Regions from separate parts of the Mus musculus genome. Here regions 1, 2, 3, 4, 6 and 7 are each linked to region 5. The links are chromatin contacts, called in public Hi-C and promoter capture Hi-C maps. All regions are on one chromosome and are shown on one strand. Each heading gives the region's core, a stretch centred on a gene start, on an enhancer-like site or on the middle of the called end of the contact. The rest is flanking DNA. Distances are from core to core; before and after follow the strand shown. Region 1 holds the start of Ippk (inositol 1,3,4,5,6-pentakisphosphate 2-kinase). Region 2 holds the start of Fam120a (family with sequence similarity 120, member A). Region 3 holds the start of Nol8 (nucleolar protein 8). Region 4 holds the start of Ninj1 (ninjurin 1). Region 5 holds the start of Nup153 (nucleoporin 153). Region 6 holds the start of Bicd2 (BICD cargo adaptor 2). Region 7 holds the start of Iars (isoleucine-tRNA synthetase).

The links. Promoter capture Hi-C pulls out the DNA fragments that hold promoters and counts their contacts. A called contact is a pair of places that touch in the nucleus more often than the background predicts.
Region 1: a Hi-C map of B cells shows a contact between it and region 5, with 6 read pairs. The contact joins the promoter of Ippk here to the promoter of Nup153 in region 5.
Region 2: a Hi-C map of B cells shows a contact between it and region 5, with 6 read pairs. The contact joins the promoter of Fam120a here to the promoter of Nup153 in region 5. A contact is called at or near these places in 2 of 39 promoter capture datasets (cranial neural crest and liver), 1 of 484 Hi-C or Micro-C datasets (B cells) and 1 of 9 other capture datasets (adipose tissue).
Region 3: a contact with region 5 is called in a promoter capture Hi-C map of pre-B cells, with 5 times the contacts expected there. The contact joins the promoter of Nol8 here to the promoter of Nup153 in region 5. A contact is called at or near these places in 2 of 39 promoter capture datasets (cranial neural crest and pre-B cells), 2 of 115 datasets of contacts at active chromatin or transcription factors (epiblast stem cells and pro-B cells) and 1 of 9 other capture datasets (liver).
Region 4: a promoter capture Hi-C map of pre-B cells shows a contact between it and region 5, with 7 times the contacts expected there. The contact joins the promoter of Ninj1 here to the promoter of Nup153 in region 5. A contact is called at or near these places in 2 of 39 promoter capture datasets (hippocampal neurons and pre-B cells), 1 of 115 datasets of contacts at active chromatin or transcription factors (bone marrow-derived dendritic cells) and 1 of 9 other capture datasets (pancreatic islet).
Region 6: a promoter capture Hi-C map of pre-B cells shows a contact between it and region 5, with 2.6 times the contacts expected there. The contact joins the promoter of Bicd2 here to the promoter of Nup153 in region 5. A contact is called at or near these places in 1 of 39 promoter capture datasets (pre-B cells) and 1 of 115 datasets of contacts at active chromatin or transcription factors (large pre-B cells).
Region 7: a contact with region 5 is called in a promoter capture Hi-C map of pre-B cells, with 4 times the contacts expected there. The contact joins the promoter of Iars here to the promoter of Nup153 in region 5. A contact is called at or near these places in 1 of 39 promoter capture datasets (pre-B cells), 1 of 484 Hi-C or Micro-C datasets (B cells) and 1 of 9 other capture datasets (adipose tissue).

Annotation. Positions count from the first base shown.
Region 1 is chr13:49,419,309-49,423,102 of GRCm38.p6, reverse strand. Ippk (inositol 1,3,4,5,6-pentakisphosphate 2-kinase) reads right to left here and starts at 1,861. Exons shown (of 13, transcript NM_199056.4): 1 at 1,637-1,861. The coding sequence starts at 1,717.
Region 2 is chr13:48,966,311-48,970,035 of GRCm38.p6, reverse strand. Fam120a (family with sequence similarity 120, member A) reads left to right here and starts at 1,976. Exons shown (of 18, transcript NM_001033268.3): 1 at 1,976-2,681. The coding sequence starts at 2,208. It overlaps Fam120aos (family with sequence similarity 120A, opposite strand), which reads right to left and starts at 1,924. Exons shown (of 2, transcript NR_015601.1): 1 at 1,432-1,924; 2 at 131-1,098.
Region 3 is chr13:49,651,255-49,654,617 of GRCm38.p6, reverse strand. It overlaps Nol8 (nucleolar protein 8), which reads right to left and starts at 1,540. Exons shown (of 17, transcript NM_001271397.1): 1 at 936-1,540; 2 at 116-271. The coding sequence starts at 972. It overlaps Cenpp (centromere protein P), which reads left to right and starts at 1,887. Exons shown (of 8, transcript NM_025495.3): 1 at 1,887-2,035. The coding sequence starts at 1,929.
Region 4 is chr13:49,185,699-49,189,358 of GRCm38.p6, reverse strand. It overlaps Ninj1 (ninjurin 1), which reads right to left and starts at 1,830. Exons shown (of 4, transcript NM_013610.3): 1 at 1,722-1,830. The coding sequence starts at 1,796.
Region 5 is chr13:46,726,219-46,729,898 of GRCm38.p6, reverse strand. Nup153 (nucleoporin 153) reads left to right here and starts at 2,050. Exons shown (of 22, transcript NM_175749.2): 1 at 2,050-2,539. The coding sequence starts at 2,426. The region is part of intron 1 of Gm46412 (a long non-coding RNA gene); the gene reads right to left.
Region 6 is chr13:49,339,617-49,342,985 of GRCm38.p6, reverse strand. It overlaps Bicd2 (BICD cargo adaptor 2), which reads right to left and starts at 1,437. Exons shown (of 7, transcript NM_001039179.2): 1 at 1,076-1,437. The coding sequence starts at 1,315.
Region 7 is chr13:49,679,838-49,683,615 of GRCm38.p6, reverse strand. It overlaps Iars (isoleucine-tRNA synthetase), which reads right to left and starts at 1,486. Exons shown (of 34, transcript NM_172015.3): 1 at 1,413-1,486.

The DNA.
Region 1 (3,794 bases), core at 612-3,111, 2.7 Mb before region 5:
ACCAGGTGGCTGACAGCCTAGTGAGTGGGTCAGAGGGCTAGCTGAGCCAGGTGGACAGGGATTTAAGGTACCGTACCTGAGAATGGACAAACCGCAAAGCTGTCACAAATCACGACGTAACTCAGACTGACAAGTAACAGTGGAAACTTCTGGAGGTGTTGCTAGGGGTAGGGGAGACAGAGAACCCTGATACAACTCTTCTCTGTGAAACTGGCTAGCGGTCCACCTTCCTGCGCACCCAAGCATGCCCCATATACTCCTGCAGCCCTCACTGATCTCCTCTACCCCAAGACCCCAGGTCCCCAGAAGGCTCATTTTCTCTCTCAATCCGTCTGCACGTGGCAGTGACAGCACGGATGTCCAGTTCCCCCACCCCAGCCCAGCTCCTGCAGGATGGGCCTAAGGATAGCTGTGTATGCATGCTACAGAGGAGGAAGGGCTGACAGGGGACTTTAGAAGAGCTTTTCAACTCAGTGACTGATGCTCGATCAGAAAGAGTGAGCATGCCTGGGGAGGCTAGGTAAAAGCCTCCCTCTCTCCAGGACTGGATGAGACAGGCCTGGGAAGCTGAGCAGAGAAACAAAGCTCACCTGCTCTCAAAGGAGAAGGGGGACTACAGACATGCCCAGGACCGAAGGGAGCAGAGTTTCTCCACCCCACTTACATTAGCACTCCTTGGTCACAAAAGGCCTTAAAACACTTCCAAGAGGGGCCTTCTCCTCTTCAGTCTACATTCTGAACAAATACACCAGGAGGTCAGAGGTGCCAACTAGACACAAGACCCAAGCTCTAGGCTGCTCAACACTCAGTACAGCTCCATACAATCTGAACTTCAGAGAGACAAAAGTACATCCTATTCCTCTCTTCACTTTCCTAATGCAGCCTACTGCTTCTCAGTGGTGGAGGTGTGAATCACCCCAGCTCCCTGAGTTATTAACCTTCTCACATGACACCTCCCCGCCTTCTACTCCCCCAGCCCACCACATTCCTGCTAGCTTGTAATCAGGCAGCAAAATGTCAGAGAAATCTGGGGCTGCACACAGATCCATCCATATGCTTCTCTTCCTTTAAATTCGCCTCCTTGGAAAGGACTACATCTTCTGAAACCGCCTTTCAAGTTGAACGAAGGAGAAACCATTTAAAGTATATGATCGGGACGCGAACCTGTGGCAGCGCCCCGTTCCTGACAGCGCAGCAGCAAGGCAGAACACCAGCTCTGTGGTTTCTCGAGGCTGAACTCCACTCGGTGGGCTGACAGCACTCTGGGAACTTTCCCCTGTGCTGCCCAGGCCCTGGTCCAGGCTCAGCCTCTGGCCCACCGTTGCCTGACAGTAAGACGAGCATCCCGGGGGAGGCTGCACGGTGTGAGGCCACGCGGCACGCACAGCGCATGAGGAAAGAGTACTGACGGGACAGAGAGAACCGAGAAGGGACACTAGGAGGAAAGGGGAGCCAACGGAGCTAGGGGTGCCGGGGATGAGTATGGAGCAGAGGAGGGTACTGTGGGGGTGCCAGGGAACCACCCGGGCGGAAGCTGGAGGAAGAGTCACGACCTGGGTACCTGGACGGTACCAGGCACAGAGCTTCGGGAGCCGTCGGGTGAGGCCCGGAGCCGGGCTGCCCGCCAGCCGCTCACCTGCGCGTGGGCCACCACAAGGCTCTTGTTGCCTTCGCCATGGTAACTCCATTCATTCTCGTCCATTTTCCCCTCTTCCATGCCCCGGCGCCCTGGAACTTCGCGGGCCGGGACGTGGGGACGAGAGCTGGAGGCCGCCCGCCTCGCAGGGCTCCCGCCGCAGCCGTCTGAAGAAAAGCGCCTGTCAGCTGCCGCCTGCGCTCTCAGCGGCGGCGACTTGCAGGCAAGGAGCGCCGGAAGCCACGCCCCCGGCGGCCGCCATTCCCAGAACGGTCAACTTCCGGGTCCCGCCCACCTTACCCTCGACGTCCAGGGTGGTAGGTGGAGTGGAAGCCATATTATGTGCTGGCAGAGTGACTCACTTCCGAAACGCGGACCTGGGAACCGGAAGGGAGGTTTCCGGATCTGCTCCCGGACCTTGAGGCCGGCGGCTTCCTGGCGCCCCGAGTCCGAGGCGCTCACCCTCGCACTGTCCTAGGGCCACGGCTGGATCTTCGTGGGGCTGCAGTAAGGCGCCGGGCGACTCTGAGCCTCCGCTTACATCTGTAGAATGGGATGCACCTTCAATGGCCTTGCTCCGGCCAAGAGAGCCATTAGGTGGTGTTCACACTACTCCGGGAAACGTGGCGAGGAAACCTCACCGTGGAGCCTTTGCCCCAAGACATCCAGAAATGCAGATGAGGCAATAGACTCTCCCACCCCATCCCAGCAGAAAGCAATGACCTCAGTTTATCCTTTAATGCGGGGAAGATTGGCCCTGCCTGGTAGAGCTGCCTAAAGAATTATATGCGGTCCTTGTGCTCTTAAAAATGATTTGGGGCTGGACATGGTGATGCTCTCAGCATTCTGGATGTGGAAGCAAGAGATTTCTAGGAGTTCGAGACCGGCCAGGGTTACTTAGTGAGATCCTGTCTCAAACATAATTTTCATATTTGTGTTAAATTGTTTGGCCACAGCACTGAATATTGCTGTAACTGGTGTATGTGAAGAAAATCCAGCTTAATGCAGGCAGATAGTATGGGTTTTTTTGTGTTAATTTTTCCAAGGAAGACTGGGAAAAAAACAAAAAAACCTGTTCATTCTAAATAGGACACCAACAACAGACTGAAAGATCCTAATAGAATGTAAAAGGTCACAGAAGCCCTCAAATTGGCAAAATAGATTTCATTGTTAGTAAAAGTAGCTTCACTGATTTAGAAAAATAGAGGTGCACAATGCTCTGGCCGCGCCTTGAACCCGTGTGTCTGCCAATGTTCTGACCGTTCCTTAAACCCAGGTGTGTGCCCACTGCTGCACCTCACTGCGAGGTGTTTGTGATATTGGTTGCTGGGATAGAATCGAAAAATCTCCCCAGTAACCACAGCCGGGCCAATCCAGAGTTGCTCCACCTGCACCAGACTCTTTCCTTGTACCCCTCCCATACCCATTTCTTAAGAATAGACATTGTTTAGATCTGGAAATCCCCTACTCCCCCCTTCTCCTCCCCCCCCCCCCCCGTGAGGGCCTATAAAAACTGGGACCCCTTTCCCCTCGGGGTCAACTCCTCTACCCCTGCGTGGGATACAAGTCGTCCCCAGAGCTCTGGCTTTCCCCCCAATAAAGCCTCAGGTGGTTTGCATCAAGTTTGGTCTTTTGTGAGTTCTTGGGGGTCCGCTATTATCCCGAGACTTGAGCGAGGGGCTCCTCTCGGGGTCTTTCAAGACCACAGAAATGAATGTACCCAAGTATAGCTTGGTGAACCAAATGAATTTACAGGTCATGCTTAGAGGAGCATGGGTGAAGGGTTATTTATATTAGTGTGGAAGACCTCAAACCAGCTGCACTGAAAAAAACAAAACAACAACAAAAAACCCCTCCCATCCTAGCACAGATCCATTCCTCTTCAAAAGCTGAGTGGGTTTCTCCTTCAGCTAGTCTACCTTCGATAACCCCTGGAAACCCATGCAGCTGAGGCGGCTGTTTTGATTAAGATGGCAAAGTCTGTGTTTTGCTCCGAAGATGGGTACACAGCACTTCATTCTTTCTCAGGCTTTCCTCCCACCCCCTCTTCTACTGTATTCTCTGAGCATTGAAGGAAGCAATAGAGATGTTTGGTGATTGCTTTTCATTTTGGCTGAGCAATGAACCACTATGCCATAGCAACAGCCACTTGATTCTT
Region 2 (3,725 bases), core at 727-3,226, 2.2 Mb before region 5:
TTTAGATATTTAGAAAATTTAAACATCACTCAACTCCTGAATTTTCTTTATAGCGTTGTTAGCCAAACAATTTCCCAATCATTAATAAGTTTGGAGGGCATACACAGTTAAACAGGGAAAGCAAGCATGATGAAATTTTGAGGGCTTTTATTATGAAAATGAATTTTAAAGTTCTCAAAATTCCAAAGCACAGTCTATACAATCACAGAGTACAGAAGTGACTACAAAAGCTGGCATTGCTAACATCTGTATAACAACCTGGGAGGCCACAGAAAGCCAAGGCTCTCTTAAGGAGAGTGATACTTTCTTTTAGAAGGATCACCATCCTACGGTCTTAAAATAAAATGTATGCTTAATTCCAAAATCATGGGTGCTAGCACAAAAGCTTTCTCCCCTCTCCCTTTTTAAAATAAATAAATAAAAGCAGTAATGTTTAAAAGAAATAAAAAACAGGCCAGGCAGTCAGGATGGCAAAGGGCTAGCCCAAGCAGGCCAGCAAACAAGAAACCACAACAAAAATAAACACAAACCTAAACAAGTGAATGAAATATATATGGAATGTAATCTTGTTAAGAAAATACAAGTGATTCATGTGCAATCTTGTATACTAGCTGTGAATTACATAAAACTTGATTATTTTGGGGGATGTTATTATTTAGTGAGGCTTTAAGTGTAATCTTAATTTCTAAATGACATGGAATTACTTACTCTGGGATTAAGTTTTCTACTCAGCTAGGCGGACTAGTGGCCTCATCACTAATTTTATACATAAGTGGCATAACGTATCGGGTTTAAAAAAATTAAGGAAAATCCATCAAGGCCCTAAGCGCATTTCATCTGTCTACATCACAGGAGCCTGTGTTTGAGATTGGTGGAAGAATGGGGTGTTATGATCACAGTTCATTGTATACACGCATGAAACTGTCAAAGAATAAAAATAGTCTTTAAAAGAAAAAAAAATTAAAAGAAACTATAGAATTCAGTTTGCCTATTCTCGAAGACTCTGATGGGGGGCTTTGAGTCTGCATGAACTTGGTGTTCTGTGCGATGGATGGGTCACTCCTGTGTCCAGTGCACCCCGCTCCAGCAGCGGCTTGTCTAGAAAAAGAACAGATGAAAAATTGAAGGTAAGCAAAAAAACAAAACAAAACAAACAAAAAAAACCGCTCCTTTTTCTTGGGGGAAGGGGGAGCGGGAGGCGGGTTTCATGTAGCCCAGGCTGGCTTCCAATTGGATGGAATGACCTTGAACTTCTCTGATCCTCTACTCTCCACTTCAGAATGCTGGGATTACGGCCTAAGCAACACGCGGGAATCGAACCCTGGGCGATCGAAGATCCCAGACAAGCACTGTGCCAACTGAGCTACGTGCCCAGGTCCCCAGCGGACAGCTTCTCCTTCAGAACGTTTGGTCCTGGCTCAGCATACGTACCGTCGGCGCCTGGGTTTAGCCGGACCCTCGCAGCCCGAGCCCCTGGAGGCAGCGCACGTCCGCTCGTCTCCGGAGGGCGGCGCACGCCGGGGAGGCTTGCCCCTCTCGGGGAGTCTCCTCAGCCGGGTCCCGACACCAGGCCGTGAAGCCGCCGTCCCGTCCCGGGAGCGACGCCATCTTGTCGCCGCCGTCCTCCTCCGCGGCTCGCGCTCCCGGGCTCCAGGCTCCCCCTAACCCCGCCGCGCGACACACGCGGCGGAGGAGGAGCGCTGGCTGCCGGCCACGCCTACCGGGCCCGCAGCCGCGAGCGGGGCGGAGCCAGCCTCGGAGGCCGCGGCCTCCGGGCGCGGCCTGCACGGGCCCAGGCGCCTCCCCGAACCCGCCCGGCTGCGGCCCCCTAAAGGGCCCGACAAGCCGAGTAGCGCTCCGCCTTCTCCGCCCCGCCGCCGCCGCCCCGGGAGCCCGGCCGCGGCCCCGGCGCCGCCTCTTCCGCCTCCCGCGTCCGCGCGGGCGGGCCCGACGTCAGCGCCGCCCCGCCCGGCCCAGCTTCGGCCTCGGCCTCGCAGAGCGCGGCGGCGGCGCAGGTCCCTCCCCAGACATGGCCCTGGGAGGCGGCAGCACATGGCGGCCGCGGCGGCCGTGAGCGCGCCCCCGGCCAGCCCCAGCCAGCCCTGAGGCTGCCCGCGCCCGCCGGCCGCGCCACGGCCCTGCCGCCCCCAGCCCCGCCGCCGCCGGCCCCGCCGCCGCCCGCGCGCGCGCGCCCCGCCGCCGCCGCCATGGGCGTGCAGGGCTTCCAGGACTACATCGAGAAGCACTGTCCGAGCGCCGTGGTGCCGGTGGAGCTGCAGAAGCTGGCCCGGGGCAGCCTGGTGGGCGGCGGGCGGCAGCGGCCCCCGCAGACCCCGCTGCGCCTGCTGGTGGATGCCGACAACTGCCTGCATCGCCTGTACGGTGGCTTCTACACCGACTGGGTGAGCGGCGGCCAGTGGAACCACATGCTCGGCTACCTGGCGGCTCTGGCCAAGGCCTGCTTCGGAGGCAACATCGAGCTCTTCGTCTTCTTCAATGGCGCGCTCGAGAAGGCCCGGCTGCACGAGTGGGTCAAGCGGCAGGGCAACGAGCGCCAGACAGCGCAGCAGATCGTCAGCCATGTCCAGAACAAGGGCACGCCACCGCCCAAGGTCTGGTTCCTGCCTCCGGTCTGTATGGCCCACTGCATCCGCCTGGCGCTCATCCGCTTCCACGTCAAGGTGCGGCTGCAGCCGGTTCGCCGGGGTCTCCCAGGGCTGGGGCTGGGGTCTCTTTGGGCCTGAGTCAGGATCGGGCCTGGTGCCCTTTGGACCGATTCCCTTCGGGTTTGGGTCAGGGTTGGGGTCTGGGGTCACTTGGACAGGAGTCACAGTTGGGCTACAGGCCTCTTCGCGCTTCGGGCTGGGCCTGGGATTGCTTGGGTAGCGATCAGAGTTGAGTCTGAGGTTCCTTGGCCCAGGGGTTTGGGGCTTGGCCTAGGGTCTTTTTGGGCTTGGATTTGGGTTGGACTTGGGAGGTCTCTTAGGTCACTGTCAGCGCTGAACTAGTTCCGGGAAGCCCAGCCTAGCCCAGAGTGAGTCCTGGGTGCCCCTGCCCGTGGAAGGCCTCAGCAGGCTTCAGTGTCTCTCAGGGCCCCTCTCGGGACATAGCGTGTCACCATGCCCAGGCTTGATGCAAGCTAGGCAGAGGGGCCCTAGAGCAAGATGGATGCCCGGGCCTTTAGGCCTGGTGTGGTTGAAGTCTACCCACCACATTCCTCCCTACTCTCTGGCCTCTGTGGGCCCATAGACTTGTTCATATGACACTTGAGGCTGGTGGATAGACCCTCACCCAAAGTGGGATCGGTGGTGTCGTCTCCCACATCCTCAGTCTTTCTCCTCCCCTGAGAGGCCGACAGGCTACCCACTGGCCTTATCCTTAAGCATATACCCATCTGTCGAAATTAACCCACTCTTTCCCAGCAACAGGTTTATCTTGGAAGTCTGGAGAATAAATAATGAGAGTATATTGCCAGGACCTTAGGCACAGGAAGCTGAAAACAGAGCCTCCAAAGCTGTGGGAGAGGAAGGAACCTTGTTATAAACCAGGGCTGATCTCTTAATTCTCAAGGCAGATGCCCTGCTCTTCTACCTTTGAAAATGAGATGTTTGGAGAAATTGTCTATGGTAACGTTTTGGTTTTAGATTTCATGGTACTGTGAATTTGATGAGATGGGCTCTTGTCAGTTCTCTGAGTTTTAAAGTGGTTCAGTTCTGTATGTCTAC
Region 3 (3,363 bases), core at 291-2,790, 2.9 Mb before region 5:
AAATAATCCAGGAAGCCATATATGATGTTTAGCGCTAACATTCAGCTCTGGGGTTGCTTCTCCTGTAATATCATTGACCTTGTCTGTTTTTAACTCCCTCGTGTTACAGATTTACCTTGGTCATCTTTCCGAGTGATGATCTCCACGTCAGAAACTTCTCCAAATCTGCCGAACTGATTTTGTAGGTCTGTCTCAGAAATGCCCTGTCCAAGTCCACCCACAAAGAGGCGCTTCATTTCTCTGTTGCCTTGCATGGATGTTGGGCATCTATCTGGAAAAGTTAATTTTGGACAGAAAAACAATTTAATAGTTTTCCAGAAATTTAACACAACTCTTTCCCCTGAAACTTCTGTGCCAACTTCATCTTATGAAGCTATGTCTCTTCATATGTATTGCTTTCAGATTTTATCAGTGGAGATTTTACAAAGGCCCTCCATCCACATTCTCAATGAACACACTTTGCAACTGCACCTAAGTACAGCACATCCACACATCTTCTCCCAGATGTTTTCTCTAAAACAACCACAGCTATTATATCTTATCCTTATTGATTTTTTATTCGAAGTACTGCCCTCCCCCATTCATTTCTACATTTTTACCTTAACATATACTGGCAAAAATAGTAAGCTAACGGATAAAAATAGCTTCATCCTGGAGCTCCAGTCATAACAAAGTCTGCAATTACAATAGTATGGCAAAATACAAGTGTCCCCTAAGCGCTGTTAAATCACAAAGACGGCAACTTAAGTTATACCTAAAATATGTTTCCCCACTGTGTGCCTGTATTGTTCAAAGCAGTCTGAGTGGATCTCATCGGTCAGGGGAGTAGGAGCGGTTACGGCTTTTCCCAGTGCCACTTAGAAAACAGTAGTGGTGACAGCAAGGATCATAATGAAGTCTAATTTTGGAACCCGGAATTGTTAACACTGTCCTACCAAGATTGCTGGAAACGTTTTCCAGAGGTCGCTCCATCTCGTTTAGCTCTCGGCGGATGTTCAGCTCTTACTCAAACCTTTCTCAAAAGTTGGCTGTCTCCTTCCAAGCGAGATCACTAAATAGCGGCAGAAGCCCAAAGCAAAGGCCAGCACTCTGGGAAAAAAACCTACAGTGTACCCCTTCTTGGTAGCCACCGCCCCATCCTTCCAGCCCTGCCCTCTCTCTTCGAGAAGCCCCTAAGGAAGGAGAGGAGAGGCTAAGCCCAATAGCCCATCACTTCTCACGAGCAAACACTCTTCCTCAGGGCGCTTGTCCGACTCAGCTCAAGCCCGGCGTAGCACTTAACGTCTAATAACACGTGCCGGCAAGTGCATTTTCCTTTCCTTCCTACAAAGTTTCCAACCCAATCTCCTAAGGTTCCGTTATCCCGCAGTTCCAGAGGGCTCTTTATTTCCTCCGCCTTCGCTTTTACTGACGTTCTGTTAGTTCTCCTCCACGTTGTAAAACTGACAGAGTGTGAGAAAGAAAAATAAAAATCGGTAATTCCTACAGAAAAGACACTCCGCCGCGTGGTTCCTGATTTCCGGTTCAAGTAGGCGGAAGTGAAGAAGCGGAACCAAAATAAAGAGACTCCTTTCCTCGTGCTTCCGAGAATCCGCCCCCTTCGGTGACGTAAGAGCTCGGCTGGCCCAGTGGCCGTTAGACGGGATGGGCGGCCGTTGGAGGGTGACGTGCAATTTGGAACGAACCAACTCGCAGAGGCGGCGGGGGTGTCTAGACGCTCGACGCGACATTTCGCGGGCCGTCAGGCTCGGGAACGTCGTCCGAGGCCGTGGGCGTGGACGCGCGACTCCCGGCAGCCTCTCCCCCCGTGAGCTCGAGAGTGGTCCGTTCCAGGAGCGCGCGCGCTCCTTGAAGTCTCCTGGCTGCCCGAGGCGCCCAGACTGCCATTCTCCGGGCTACTTCACCTTCAGGGTTCCACGTCGGTAGCCATGGATTCCGAGACCCGCGAACTGCGCGCCCTGGAGGCGGAGGTCGCAGCGCTGCAGCGAGAGTGCAGAATGCTGCAAAACGCTGGGGAGAAGGCGTCCGGAGCCTGGTACGTGGCTCGGGTCCATCCCTCCCAGCCCATGCCCTGTAGCACCCCGCGGACCTCTCAACCTTATGACAGTTCTGGACTCCGACTCCCTCACCCCCCCAAGACCCATGCTCAAGAACGTGGTGGGAGACGTCCTGAAATGTGAACTTGAATCAGTGTTCTGGGAGAACGATGACCTCATGAGTGTGTGAACGCTGCGTTTGGGGCTTATGACTTGATTATAATCAGCAGAAAATAGTTTCCTTAAGGGTTGTTTTCGCCCAGTTGATGAGAATCAAAGGGAAAATCTGGCTTTTCTTTAAGCAGTCTTTGCCTTCGGGAGAACAGCATCTAGATAGCTGGTTTTGTTTTGTTTTGTTTTTCTGGGTTTGGAGACATTGTTACTCTGTAGGTCAGGAACTGGCTCAATTTGATTTCAAACTCAAGAGTCTTCTATTCCGCAGCCCCCAACTCCCACACACAGTGTTGGAGTTATTACCTGAGCCACCATACTTGCTCTTGTCTAGTTGGGATTCCCTCCTTACTCTGGTTTCATGGATTTGTTTTTGTGACTCATCTAACGATGTAGTTAAGGGGCCCTGACCTTTTTTTTTTTTTTTTTTTTTTTTTTTTTTTTTTCTGCATTATGTTAGAAACATAAGGGTTGGGGGTATATAGCCCCAGGGCAGGGCAGCCTAGCATGGTCAAATTGGTATATATGGCTAATGCCTTCTATAGGAAACTGTGATAGTCTTCTGATTAGTTACTATTGTTAAGCCTTATTTAAAGGTAGTTGATCTGAGTGTTAAATAGTTAAATAGCTTGCCTAAGGTCCTAGAGAAATCCAAAGCCCAAGCATTGCCCATTCAAAGAGAGAAGGAAGGCTAGAACTAGCAGTAACTTAGTATCTTAAACATGGAAAAAAAATACCTTTTTTATTAGGTGTAATTTGGAACAGGTTCAGAGAACCTTAGTGCAGGAAACAAATTCTAAAGAAAGAGAACGTTGTTAACTGTTGAAAGAAAGAGGGAGATGTGTGTGTGGCCTCCAGCTGTGCATGCTCTTCACAGCAAGAATGGAGATGCCTGCTGCTGATTCAGGGATGGCCCACAGACTGGAAGCATTAAGATTAGAGTTGGGGAGCCTGCCAGGCTGACTCCATCCCTACTTACCGAGTTTAGAATTTATATTTTATCAACACAGCCTGCCCCTGAACTTTTGAAAAGTTCTTTGTCAGACCATGGGAAAATAGTTTCTTAACCCACCAGAAGATGTCATTGTAAGCCCAGTATGGTATAGTAGATTGGTTATGGAATCTGGGACTCCTCGGTAATGGAACTGAAAAGTTA
Region 4 (3,660 bases), core at 581-3,080, 2.5 Mb before region 5:
AGCAGGGCAGCCTTCAAAGTTAGCCACACCTCAGAGAAGCATCCTGTGTCCCCAGAGACTCTAGACAAAAATCTCCCTCCCACCCAACCCTGTACAGTCTCAGTAACGAGCCTCTGGTCTCCACTTGTACTGTTCCCCTGACCTCTTCCACTCACACCAAAGGGCCAGATCTGTCCCTCCCCTAAGCCAGTGCAAACACCTCCACCACACAGGGAGCCTTCTCTGACCTCTTTGCTCCCTACTAACCACTATGGCAGGCAGGCAGGCAGGCAGGCAGGCAGGCAGGCAGGAACCCTGCATACCCTTGAGAACCTAATTTAGTTGATTTCATTCTCCTAGTTGGCTCTTCAAAGAAATGGCGGGGGAGGGGGTGGAATATCTCTCTCCTTGTTCCCAGAGCCAAGACAGTGACCCCTGAGCAATCCAACCCAATCTCTCCTGTGTCTGTGCTCAGAATTCTCTTGGGAGGCACAGCTGATCCAGCTGTCTGCAGAGCTGAAGGGGGAGGCTGCTGCTCAGAGACAGCCAGTTTCCCTTCAAATCCGCAGCTGAACCACGGGCCCACCTGTTCCTGATTTGCATCCCTTGTCCTTAAAGGCCTAGAGATCACTGGTTCTTTATTGTAGACCCACATACAAAAGGCCCAGACAGTTGATGGGCTCCCTAAAGGAACTCAGCCCGGGGTGTCCCTGGCCCACTGCTTCCGGAGTGTTCACACATTTTGGCAGAGCCCAAGTCTCAGCTGGCACACCTGAAGTAGTCCCAGGAGACGTTGGTGTTCCCTGTTTCCACTATATGGACCTGGGCAGAAAGTCTCTGTTCTGGTTTATTTTGCACCGCAAAGACTTGTGGAAAATCCCAGCCTGGTGCAATTCCCCACCCCACTCCACCCCATCCCTGGGGGGGGGGGTCGGAAATAGAAGGAATGTCCAAAGTCAACATGTCACCGAGGGACAGAGGGCCATGCGGGGTGGTACAAGTGAAGGCTCGGCCCTGGCATGCTCAGGCCCTGCCCCGGAGGTAGACTATGAGGTGAGGGGTCAGGAAAGATGGTCCCTCGACACAGGCATCCGACCATCGCTGTGGCCTTAGCAGGCTAGGCAGAGCAAACTCGAGGCAGGTCCTTACAGTCCTAGAACTAGCACCCTGACGATCGAGAGGGTGGCGTTCTGTTTTTCATAGGCAGGTGACAGCAGCAGAGACACAGCCACGGGTTTCCCCCTTATCACTGCTGCAGACGACCGTGTGGTCACCGTGTGGTGACGTAGCTGTCTGCCTGATGCTAGCTTCCAACCAGGAGGCGGTGACTCTTCTCCCGCCCACCCCAAGGCACGCAGGAGACAGCCCGGAGGCGTTGGAAGTTGGAGGATGGTGTGGGAGGCAGGAGAGTCCCGGAGAGCGGAATGCCAGCCTTCTCCACCCGAGGAGTGGTGCCAGCCAGACGCGGGCTCTGCACAGCGGGGCGACGGCAGCAAGCTAGACCGCCCGGCGCCTCTGCCTACCTGCTGTGCTGGCCCCAGACCCGTGGGCCACCACTTGCGCTAGAGACAGGTCAAGCACGACTTTGCCCGGAAGCAGCGGCCACCACCACCCCCCGCAGTGCGGACGCCGCGCGAAACCGGGCCAGACGCCCACAGGTGCCCGCTGACGTGCCGGGCCCAGAGAGGGCGGCGCCGGCCAAGGTCACACAGCAGCCGGGGCAGGAGGTGCTGAGAGCTTACCAAGGCGTCGGGGGAACCGGGGGAGCCCGGGCGCAGGTCGCCGTTGAGCTCATACTCCTCAGTGCCCGACTCCATGGTGCGGCCGCCCGGGCCGCCCAGCACACGGCCTGAGCGCACCCGCGCCTCCGCCACGGGCTACGGCTGTGCGCCCGCCCCCGGCCCGCCCCCGGCCCGCCCCCGACACGCCCCCCGCGCGCGGCCGCCCCCGGACTCCGCCTCCACCCGGGGCGGGCCGGGGCCTAGACGCCAGCTGCTGGAATCGCGCCTGAGCAGGATAGCACTTCTCCAGCGGCCTTGATGTCCCCAATTCTCAGGCTCCTTCACGATGGCTAGGGCAAGCAGCCCAGCGCCTGTCCTCGCGATGACATCGGGGGTCCCCAGGGACCCTGTCTCAAAGTTGTTGATCAAACGGGCCCCCCTCTGAACTTTGAACATAAGCACTTGATCTGTTTAAAAGTGAGGCCAAGGGCGAGGCACATGCTGCCCCGTGCTGAGGTTTTTTCCTTGGGGAGGACACGCCCTGAGGCTGTAAGTCCCTTCAGGGTAACTCAACACAGGAAAAGGGTGTCAACGGTTACTCCAGGTTTCCACTTTAGAGCCCTCAGCTGTTCTGCCTGGAGAATAGAACATATGAGGGAGAGCCTCTTGCTCTGGGTCTAGCTTGCAGCCAGCACCCCACTGTGCAGAGCCTGCGTGTGGCTGGCACTGGTGGAGAAGGCTGGCATTCCGCTCTCCGGGACTCTCCTGCCTCCCACACCACCCTCCAAGAGAGACCAGGGACCAGAGGGAAGCACAACAGCTTTAGTGTCCAGAAGAAGCTGACATCATAGCCCTGACATCTATACTCCAAGGGTATGACGTGTTGGTTGGCTACTGCAGTTCGTGGCCCAATGGACCTTTGTGCCCCAGTACCATGTCTTTTCCTGGCCTAGGAAGCTAGATGGAGTGTGATGGGGTGCTGTCGTCCGAGGAGACACACTAGATGCAGGAGTAAAAGCCAGTTGCTGTGCCTTCTTCCTTCCCACCCTGGCCTCACTCTCAGGCCCCATGCTTTGCCTGGCCTCAGGGGTGCCACACTCCTCTCCTGGTATCTCCTAGAGTCTCAGAAGGAATAAGGACGATGAGACTCTTAGGGAGATTACAAGCTGGGGCTCAGAACTACCGTTCCTTGATGGAGTGGTTCACCTTCTCTTTATGACCCTTCTTGCCAGCTTGTGTCTTAGCATAAGGCTGGAGTTTGCTAAAGGCCAAGTGAACCTGCGGACCCTCTGTCCCCTGTCTCACATCCAGAAGGAAGAGGATTAGAAATAAGAAATGGAGCCAGCCTGGTGGTAGAGGTGGTGGCACAAGCCTTTAATCCCAGCACTTGGAGGCAGAGACAGGTGTATGTCTGAGTTCGAGGCCAGCCTGGTCTACAGAGCAAGTTCCAGAACAGCCAGAGCTACATAGAGAAACGCTGTCCCAAAAACAAAAAAGATACCTGGGCAGAAGAGATGGCTTAGTAGTTAAGAGTACCGGCTGCTTGCAGCTCTTGACCGTCTCTCACTCCTCTTCCAAGGCGTCTTACATCCTCTTCTGGCTTCTGTGGGTACCAGACATACATGCAGGCAAAACACCCATCTACATAAAATAAAATGACAAAGAAAATTATTTAAAAAGAAGAAAGAAATGGTACCCAAGGCTGTCTGTATGCCAGGTCCTGTTGCAGGCATTACAGGCTGGAGCTAGACAGTAGAAATCTGTCCTGTGGAGCAGATGGACAGTCAGACACAAATAAGAGGCCAGCACTTTGTGAAGCCTGGTGCCATACTTCTTAAGAACAGGGCTAAGGGGTGAGGAGGGCTGGAGAGACGGCTCAGCAGTTATTAACCCTTGTTGCTCTTGCAGAGGTCCCGAACTTGATTCCAGCACCACATTGGAGGGGTCATAAGCACTCCAG
Region 5 (3,680 bases), core at 801-3,300:
AAATGAATGAAATAACTGCGATCAAGCCCAAAAGGGATGTGGACTTTTTCATGAATTCTGTGAAGACTGTCCCTTCCAGGAATGAGCTGCTAGCCTCTGCTGGAAACTTAATTCTGTTGGGCCGAGAAGGGACCAGAGAGGAACAGTTCTGCTTGTTTTGTAGCCCTGGGGGAGAGAACACACTCAGAGTGAAGGCAGGTTGGGAAGGGAGGACACAGAAAGAGAGGAAATGAATTCTTTTCATCAACTTTGGTAACTTGTCTCAGGGGTTAAGGTCAGACACAGACTGTACCAACTGGTTACAGCAGGGTCTTTGATGTTCTGAAAGGTACTATAAGTTCAAAGGTACTGTAAGTTTTGTTTTATTAATTTGATTTCAATAGTGATTTGAATTGTACACTTTGGGGGTGGGCTGGTGCAAGAGATCACTTTTGGTAGTGGATTTCTGGTTGGCACTAAGTGCTTTCTGTCTGTACAGCTATTATAAGCAGAATCGTGTCCCTGTTGAGGTAAATATTCATTCTATTTGCAGATGAGGAAAGTGAAGCTTAGAAAGAAGATCACTAATCTCCCCAAGGCTACACAGCTAGTAAGTGACAGATTCAAACAATCTATTTGATTTTATAGTTATAAACTTTAGAACGCTGTTCTCTAATAGAACATTAAGTCTATGATTCTCCATAATCGATTCTTTTTCCTAATCATAGTTACTTATTTCATAAAAACAAAAAACAAAAAAACCCTGGGTTATAGTCCTGGCTTTGAGTGCCCAATTAGATATCCACCCTCTTTTATTTTTTTCCAAGTCAGTTCTCTATGCAGCCCTAGCTGTCTTGGAAAACGCTTTGTAGACCAGGCTGGCCTTGAAGTCACAGAGATCCATCTACATCTGACTCCTGAGTGCTGGGATCAAAGATGTCTGTCACCAGCCAGGCTCTAAATCGATACCCTTAATGGTGCCCCTTAAATTTTCTTGGTTTCCATATAGTCCATTGAATGACTAGGCTGGACCACATGATCACACAGACCTTTTGTCTAATGCCTGCATCTTTAACACGGTGTATCCGGTCTTTGAGGATACATTGTTTAGTCACCTAACTATAATATTAACTGAAGCAAATATATGTTTACTAGGGATATATGAGTCACCCTTAATGTGTGTTGATTGCATAGGTCATAATTGCAACCATTTACTGCGTTTCTTGTATACCAGGAAATCTACTGGGTGCTCTCTACACAGACGACCGCACTAGCTCCCCACAACTTTATAAGGTAGATTTAAATAGTAGAGTCATCCAAGGTCAAGTTTGTAAGTAGTGAAGCAACTCAGAATGCCAGCACGGTGTGTGTTGACAACAAAGCCCTTATATGTTTAATGAAACAGTAATGAAGTTGTATTTTTTGCTTTCGTTGAGACAGAATCTCACTATGAAGCTGAGGGTAATGTGTAACTAGCCATTCCCCTGTGTCTGCCTCCCAAGTGCCAAATGCCTTTCCTACTTTGTTTTTGGCCTGGGGATCGCGGCCACGGTTAATTTCAACGCGGTCTCCCCCCCCCCCCCCCCGGATTGTGATGCATTATGGTTCTTTGATTTTACTGTTTACTTCCATTCGGCTTATAATTGATGAATGGGAGATTACAGTATTCGTGTCGAGTGCCCTTCTGAATCTAAACAAGCAGCCAACCGCCGCCAAATGACCCGGGCTTTGTGCCTCTGCGGTGCTCCGTGGGTGTCCTTCCGCTATAGCCTGCCTTTCCGAGAATCCGCGTTCTGGCCAGAAAAACTACATTTCCCAGAGGCTCCCACGACAGGGAGCGCGGGCTCGGCCAACCCTTCCTTCCTTCACCCATCCCCCCCCGCATTGTCGCAGCGTGATGACGCAAAGCGTCGGTCGCGGAGGAGTGACGGTGTTCTGGCTCGCGACCGGGGCGGCCGCCTCAACAGCGGTAATAGGCGCAAGAGCGGCGGCGGCGGCGACGACTGCAGGGACGACGACGGCGGCGGCGGCGGTGGGGCGGGCGCAGCGCGCACAGGGGGAGGGGTTGGCGGGCGGCGCCAGCGGCCTGGACTGCGGCAGCGACGGCCAGGGCGACTGAAGAGGAGCCTCTAGCAGCGGGCGGTCGAGCTAGGCCTCAGCGGCGCCCGGAGCTGCTCGCGCCGGCCTCGGCGGGAGATCTCCATAGAGACGGTGACAAACACAGACGCGGGGGTCCGCACGCGGCCGGCGCTCCTCAGCCACCTCGGGGCCCTCAGCCGCCGCCACCGCCTTCCTCGCCGCCGCGCGCACTCTCAGTTCCCGCTCGCTCCCTCGCGGTTCTCGCTGTGTCTGTGTGTCGCCTAGGGCCGGGCGGGGGAGGCCCTCAGGCCGCCGCCTCTGCCTCTCCCGCCCGGGAGCGGTAGTGGGAGGCCGCCCAGGCTCCGCCATGGCCTCGGAAGCCGGAGGCATAGGAGGGGGCGGCGGCGGCGGCAAGATCCGGACTCGTCGTTGCCACCAGGGGCCGGTGAAGCCTTACCAACAGGGGCGACCCCAACACCAGGTACGGGACCGGTACGCCGTGGCGACTGGGCGGCTCCGGGCGGTCTCTTTGGGGGGCGGTGCGAGGACCCGGCGGCCCCACGTGGAGGGGACCAGAGGGCCTGAGGCTGGACCCGGGTGGCGACGGGAAGTGGGTAGAGCCTGGCCGGGCCTGGCGGCAGACACGTGGGATGCGAGCGGCCTCTCCCAGCCCTCCCGCCCAAGGGCTTTCCCTGGCGGGCACAGGGCGGGAAAAGAAATCTCAGGCTTCGGATATTCGGGCTGCTGCTGCTGCTGCTGCTTCTTCTTTTTTTTTTTTTTTTTTGGCGGGTTTTTGGGGGTTAAATGGTATTCCTCACGACCTCACGAAGGGAACAAGGGAAAGATGTGGCAACAGGCCCATCCGCTGGCAGGCTTTTTCTTTCTTGTGTTCCCGGGTTCAGGGTGCGCGGGGAGATTAATCTGCCACCGCGGCCCGGAGAGACTTGGGGAGGGGGCGCTGTTACCCATATCGTGGAATAATTTCGGTTTTAGACGCGTTAAATCATTAATGGTAGTCCGGTCCCCTCGTCTGTCTGCTTGGCCTTTCCAGATCGGAACACACTGGTTTAGCTTCTCATCCTTTCCTCTCTTAACTGAGTTATAGTTATGTGGCACTGAGGCGTTTTGAAAGTCCCTCGCCGCTCTTACGTCTGGTCTCTGATGCGTGGTTCTTCCCTCTCTTCTCTCCACCCCGCTCTATATACTGAAGACCAGAATCATCCACTCTCTACAGTTGACCAGTTCTTCAGCTCTGATCTCATACACCAAATATTTTTAATACTGGGCGTTTTCTAGAAGTTTAAGGTATTTCGGGCTCACCAGGGGTGTTACTTAAGCCACCGTATGCCTTCTTTGGGTGTTTATAAAAATGTCGATTCTTGTTGTAAACGAGATAGTTGGTTCAGAGAACACTTTCAGTTATTAAAAATTGTGAGAATTAAAACGTTAAAAACTCACTTTAACGAAGCCACTTTTTAAAAGTAGGAAGTGTATATTTTAAGCTTACTGAAGAAGGGCTAATATATAACTTGTTGCATACTCTTAAATGTAGACTTTTTGTTTATTCTGGCTAGTGCTAAAATTGAATACTTGTTGGTAATGTTAAATTATATCACTTTTGA
Region 6 (3,369 bases), core at 188-2,687, 2.6 Mb before region 5:
AAGGGAAACTGTTGAGATAATCCAACAAGCTACCTGTGTGGCCCCATGCCAGGCCTTTCCAAATATAGAATACTAAAAGCAATACTTCTGGATTGGCAAAGCTGTATTCCTACTTTGCAGAGCTGGAAGCTAAGGTTTGAGGAGAGCTTACCCATGGCTCACCCAAGGCTCACCCATCACAAGCAATAAGAAGGGGTTGGTCCAAACTCAAGTGTGTCCTTCTCCCATAAAGCATTTCCCCCAGTCTCCAGAACAAGGCTGGGGAGTCAAGAAGATGGGAGAGTTACTAATACTTAAATCATCCCAGAAAGCTTACCCAGGTCCCTCCTACTGCCCCTCCCCAAGCTCTTGGCCAGCCTGGGAGTCTAACCTCTCTTCCTACAGTGGGATGACACAAAGTACCATGTTTCCAACAGAAGAACACAGACTCCACGGTGACAGGCAGGCCCTAGGAGGCAGAGCAAGACAGGAAGCGGTCGATGGAAGCCATGCATCCCAGTAGTGGGAGCACCATTAATGAGATGGGGAAAAAGCAGCTGGTTGAGCGATGGATATCGGGAAAGCCGGCCTGTCAAGGGCCATAGGCAACCAGGGGCTGCGACTCACTCAGCCCTGTATCCATCCCTTCCCAGCCTCAGGCGGTCACGAAACCTGATGAATAGCACAGAAAGCAGCTGCTCCAAAATGGGGGGGAAGTGATTTGCTTGAAGGTGACAAACTGTGGTCAACCAACCCCAGGTCCAGCTTTTCCCTGGGGTCACTTGCACGGACAGCCTCAGTTGTAAGGGCATCATCTGCTCCCCACCAACCACACAGACACACCCTAGGCAGCAATAACCATAGCAGGACATCAGTCCTCAACGAAAAGGCCAACAAGGCCTGCAAAGAAAACTAGCGGGTGAGTGGGGCTGCAGGGAGTCTGGACCCCAGCAACCGGACACAGGGCCGAACAGGGTCCCTTCACCGTCACTGCCCGGGACCGCAACTCTAGGTCTCCTGCCCCACCCCTGGTACCTCCCACCACTGGGCAGGGTGACCTTAGCGCCCGAGGCAGGGGTCGCAGCCGACCACTCACCTCTTTGAGCTGCTCCATCTCGCTGCGGATGGCCTCATAGTCCACCTCGAGCTCCTCGAACTGCAGCTTGAGCTGGTGCTTCTCCTCCAGCACCGCCAGTCCATACTCGGCCGCCTGGATCTTCTCACGCGTGGTCTCGGCCAGCTCGTGGGACAGCCGCTTCACCTCGGCGCGCAGCCACTCCGGCTGCGCCTCCATCACCAGACGCGCATACTCCTCCTCCTCCGACGGCGCGGACATGGTGGCCGCGCGCCGAGGCCGGCTCCCACCTTGGCTCCCACAAGCCGGGCCCTCTTAGCCGCCGCTGCCGCCGCCCAGCCCCGACGGCCGCCCGCGCCGCCGCACTGCTCCTCCCTGACGCGCGCGGAACACTGGGGGCTGCAGTCCCACTGAGCATGGACTACACAACCCGTAGTCCCTTGCGCCCACCTGGTCCGCGCTTGTGATTGGTCTAAATCTCAAGGGGGCAGGCGCCTAACGTGACGCAAAGCTACGTCTCCCTTAGCATTGTGGGAGATGTAGTCCTATTTTACGCTCACTGCTTTGCCCGTTGTGCTCTGTACCCGCCTGGCTCCAATCGTTGATTGGCGGGCGCGTCTGACGTGACAAAAGTAGGGGTGCCACCGACCCCAGCCCAGGGACCCGGCAGCCACCCGGAGAACCTCAAGCCTTCCGCTCCCAGCCTTTGTGGAGTAAGGTGATCCGAGCTGTGGATATCACGAGTAAGATTCGCGTCCTGAAACGTCAGAGCATGGCTGGTGAGACTGTGTGGCGCGCGCTTTATGCGGAATTTGAATGACTTGTGGCGGGCCGCGGGCACTGCCAAAAGGATGCCAACAGCCTGACGCTAGGGGCTCAGGGGAGCCCAGGCCCGGATACTACTTCCTCTTGTCCATTGTCCGTTAGGATTTTCTTTCATGGAAATGAAGGCACCTCCGTGAGCATAATGTCAAAGGTGTATTTAAATGTTGTCCGTCCCCCGTTTTCGGCGAGACGTAGCTGTACTCTTCACTATAATTCTAAATAAAACTTCCCTCCTTGCATGGTGATTTGGATATAACAAGCGTGTTGTTCCCTTTCTCACTGCACACACCCCCGCAACACCACACCCTACAGCTGCGGACCACCATCAAACATAGAGGTCAGCTGGAGAGATGGCTAAGAGGATAAAGCTCTTGCTCAGTAAGAGCAAGGACCTATATTTGCGCCCCTAGAGCCCACCTAAAGCACAGTCTATCATCCCAATGTCCCTGAGGAAAGATGGGAGGTGGAAATTGGAGAATCCCCTGAAGCTAGGCTGGAGTATGAAAGACAGGGGCGGGAGAGAGGGGGAGACAAGAAAAGCAGAGATAACCAATCTCAAACAAGATGGAAGACAAAGACTGACAACTGGATCTTGTCCTCTGATTCCCAGTGCATGTGGGGCCTGTGTGCCCACACAGGAACATGAACCCACTTCACACACACACACACACACACAGGAACATGAACCCACTTCACACACACACACACACACACACACACACGCGCGCGCGCGAAAAGAAAATCTAGGATCAACACAAGAATTGCATAGTAAATCAACTTGGTGTGGTGGAACACACCTTTAATCTCAGCACTTGGGAGGTAGAGGTAGAAGAATTTCACGGCCAGCCTAATCTACATGTCAAGTTCCAGGCCAGCCACGACTAAATAGAGAGACCCTGTCTCAAAAGAGAGAGAGAGAGAGCGCTGTATAAGTAAATGTGTTATTCCTCCTTCTCTTTGGCCAACCAGCCTAATTTTGTACAACAGTCCTGGCTCTACACTGAGGCCCATATATCAGGCCTACGCAAGCTGTTCACACTAAGTGAAGGTGGATTTAGAAGGAACAAACTTTCCTCCAACAAGTCCCCAAGCTCTACAGAACCTACACTTATCCAGGCTGCCTGGGAACCTCTCCATACCCACCTGAACCTGACTGTGAGGCAGGTGTGAGTAGGGAGGGGGAGAGCCATGAGTTTCTGGTGAGAACCTGACCAGGGAACTTTGAACTTGAAGATAAAGGTGATTTGAGATACAAATGATAGCTCACTACTATTGTGGGCTTCCTTCAGCAGGGACAGTGCTGACCAGCAAGGTTAGGGCCTGGAAGAAGGTTTCTAGGATCTCCTTGTCACTGGTTGGAGTGGGGCAATCAGGAAATACTTCTCTGAGGAGGTGACAGCAGAGAGAGAGAGAGAGAGAGAGAGAGAGAGAGAGAGAGAGAGAGAGAGACCCAGAGGACTCCACATTCAAGGATGATGTATGTAGATCTT
Region 7 (3,778 bases), core at 237-2,736, 3.0 Mb before region 5:
TCTTACTTTTTACACCTGACGTCTCTTTTAACTCTGCTAAAGGGATCCACTATTCATCTCTCTAATGTGCACAGGTATTATCTGCATGTATGTTTCATGTACCATGTGTGTACTGTGTTCCACAAAAATGGCATTTCATTGTCACTCTGGGTGTCTCTTCAGAGGAACAAGTGACTAAGACATCATCATCATCAACAACAACAACAACAAAACACAAGCCAGTCAAACAGAAACGCCCCTCCACATCCACGGGGTACTGGATTCAGGATCTGTTGGAACACCCAAATACAAGGATGCTTAATTCTCTTATAAACATAGTATTAGCCTATAATTTACATGCATCTGCCGGTGTATTTTAACTAATCTTTACTTATCCTACCTAATACATTTAAATCCTAGATACACAATTGCTATACTATATTGCTTAGGAAATAATGACCAAGACATTACGTTTGTACACGTACAGTACATGTCACTACTACAGACCTAACCACATAGCATGAGCACTGGCTGGTTGAAAGCCCAGATGCAGAACTAGTAGTTAGAGAAGACCAACTCTATACTTTCTACCTATACACTGAGAAACAAAAGAGCAAGTCTCAGATACACTAGTTTGCATTCTGTGAGTTTCTCAATGATTTCGGCTTATTTCTCTAACACAGTAAAAAAGAGAACAAATTCATGAGGTTGAAAACGAAGTTATTCTCTCACATATTCATCACGCACACGTCCCAAGCCAAAATGACAACAACGACCCCCTCATCTTCTGTCCAGACAGGATAGATTTATATAAACCTTGGAGTATAATCTCTGCCCACCTTCAGTCCAAGCCTATAGGAGACCCGGATAAGTTATCTCTTCACACCTCCAAACCCCAATAGTTTGTTCTGTAGGGCCGCCAACAGTGAGCTTAAACTGCATTAGCAGATTCTGTGAGCCCAGGACAAGCGTGCAGCGCATAACCTACCTACCTTGGTACCGAGAGATAAGTACACGCGAATCCCAGCACAGTTGGGAGAAGCCCAGACTCCAGAAAGACTCCTAGGTTAGTTCTTTTAAAACACCTAACTTGGCAGTGACCTCAATCAGATTCCGATCTTCTCTCGGATACTATGTCACGCTGCATTCTCACAACTCCCTGCTCATAAGCCACCAAGGTCCCACTAAGTGAAGGGGGTACTTCTAAGGATCTCAGTCCTCCACCCAACGAGTCAGGCCAGAATCTGCGGGCAGCTCTGAGTTCTGCAATGTTACTCTCCCTCCACGAAAGCTCTCTGGAAATAGCTTTGTGCCCGCAGCTCACTCACAGTGAGAAGCAGCGTGCTCCTTTTTCACCGCCTCGTGCTGTCTGGAGGTTGTTACACGGGCGGGCCTCACTCTGCGGCCCAGAAGGACAAGAGGGTGCGGCTTACCTGGGAACCCGGAGAGCTCGCTCAGGTTGCAGCCTGCGACCACGTTCCGCGTCTGGAGGTGATGCAATACTGACAGTGCCAGGCTCAACCCCTCCGCGGCGCCCAATCAGCGTGTGCCATCCAACACCTACAAACAACACGTGTGGCGATTGGTCCGTGCATAACTGCAGAGCAGGATGGGAGCGTCCCTGCAAAGGAAGGAGAAGACGCTCCAGAGCCCTAACCCGGCAAGTCAGTGGCTACTCAATGTGGCAAAGTTTTTGCCTTCTAAGTCTTGGCCTATGAACGAGAGACACCCTTTCGTCCTGGGTCCATATGTCAGTACTCTCTCTCTCTCTCTTTTTTAAAAGGGTTTGTTTATTTGTACACAGTCTCCTGCCTGCATGTATTCGTTGTAAGCCAGAATGGTGAAAGCTTGGGGTTGAACTGGAGACCTCTGGAAGAGCAGCCAGTACTCCTAACCTCCGAGCCATCTCTCCAACCCCAGTATTCTTAAATATATGTCAATATATGTGAATATTATTAAATATATGTGAGTATATTTGAGATCTGGACATTTGACGCCATATAAAATTAGTTTAGACTCAGGGTCTCTTGTATCTCCTGCTGGCTCCGGAACTCCTAAGCAGCTAAGGAATGACCTTGAACTGCAGAACTTTCTGCCTCCACAATGGGAGTTACAGAAATGTTCCATCACGCCTGTTTTTATATGGTGCGGTGGATAAGCCGGCCATTTGTGCACCATAGCCACACACTGCCAACTGAGTTAGATTCCCAGCTGTGATGGCATCTAAAATTTATGCTACATATGAAACTTCTGACAAGTGACTCCCACAATTATTTTGGGAACAGTACATATTAACCTGGAGACTACTAACCATGTGGTAAATGGCAAGAGAAGGGAAGAGGGTCTGACAATAATCTGAACCCTTTATTGAATGTCATTGCAATGGTTCTTTTCATTTCAAAATTTTGCTTATGTATCATTACATATCTACTTAGTACCCTTCGGATCCGGCCTAGAACAAATGAGAACGTTGACACCAGTCTGTGAAAGTAAGTTTTGGCCTTGATAAATTGACAGCGTTAATTAGGTAAATAAGTGCCTATTTTATTAATGACAGAAAAACAAAAACAAAAAAACGGATTTGGCCTAAATGAAGTAGAAATCTCGGCGAGTTTTAGAACATTTTGATAACTGTTGAGTGTTTTATTCAACAGTTCTAGGCCCTATGGTGTCGAAAATTAGATGCAGTGTTTGCCTGTGCTTCTTGCTTTCTTAATTATGAGTATCCTTATTAACCAGAAATATTTGGAGTTTTTAAGCTTTGCATTCTTTAAATTGCCAATTGGTTCACCTCATGTTTATCCTCTGATCAGCGTGCAGAAATAGAACAAAGGTCCCTGCACAAAGTGAAAGAAACTTATGTACCCATAGGTAGTGTAGACTGGACCAGGCTGTTTAAAAATTGGATTGAGAAACACTATAAACTACTGTTGGGAAGTAAAGGAACAGTTCGTCTAGAAAATAGGTAATTAAAAAACTTTCGCTGGTCGTGGTAGTGCACGCCTTTAATCCCAGCACCCGGGAGGCAGAGGTAGGTGGATTTCTGAGTTCGAGGCCAGCCTGGTCTACAAATTGAGTTCCAGGACAGCCAGGGCTACACAGAGAAATCTGTCTCAAAAACAAACAAACAAACAAAAAAAAAAAAAACCAAAAAACAACAAAAACAAAACCAACCAACCAACCAACTCAAATCTAAAAACCTGTCAAGGTTGGGTGGTGCACACCTTTAATTTCCAATACTCAGGAGGCAGAGGCAGGCAGACTTCCGAGTTTGAGGCCAGCCTGGTCTACAGAGCCAGTTCCAGGAATCCTGGAAGATGTTGGCTGTGGCCAAAATACTACTTGGATTCAAGAGTAATTTTTTTTTTTTTTTTTTTTTTTAGGAGCAAGTCAGGTAAAATTGGCTGAGAATATAGTTCAGTGATAGAGTGCTTGCCAAGTCTGCAGAAAGCCCCAAACAAGACAGCAAATGCAAGTAGTCAGAGTTAAGATAGGCAAACTGTAGAGATGACGATTGGAAGCAGCAGCTCACGTTACATCTCATGACAGAGACCTGGGAATGGGGAAGGCCAGTTGTCAATGCTTTGAAATGGAGTCCTTGGCTCATTTAAGTATGGACGCAAGCTCTTTGGTTCTTCCCACTGTTTTAACCTATAGAAAATGGAACCAGTGGCTGAGTTTATTTTTGGCCAAGACTTCCAGAGACTGGAAGCATGTTTCCTGCTTCTGGGAACACTTGCCCTTGGCTTCTAATTGCCACACTTTAAAGAAGCCCTTGGATAGACAGTGAGTGGGCCAG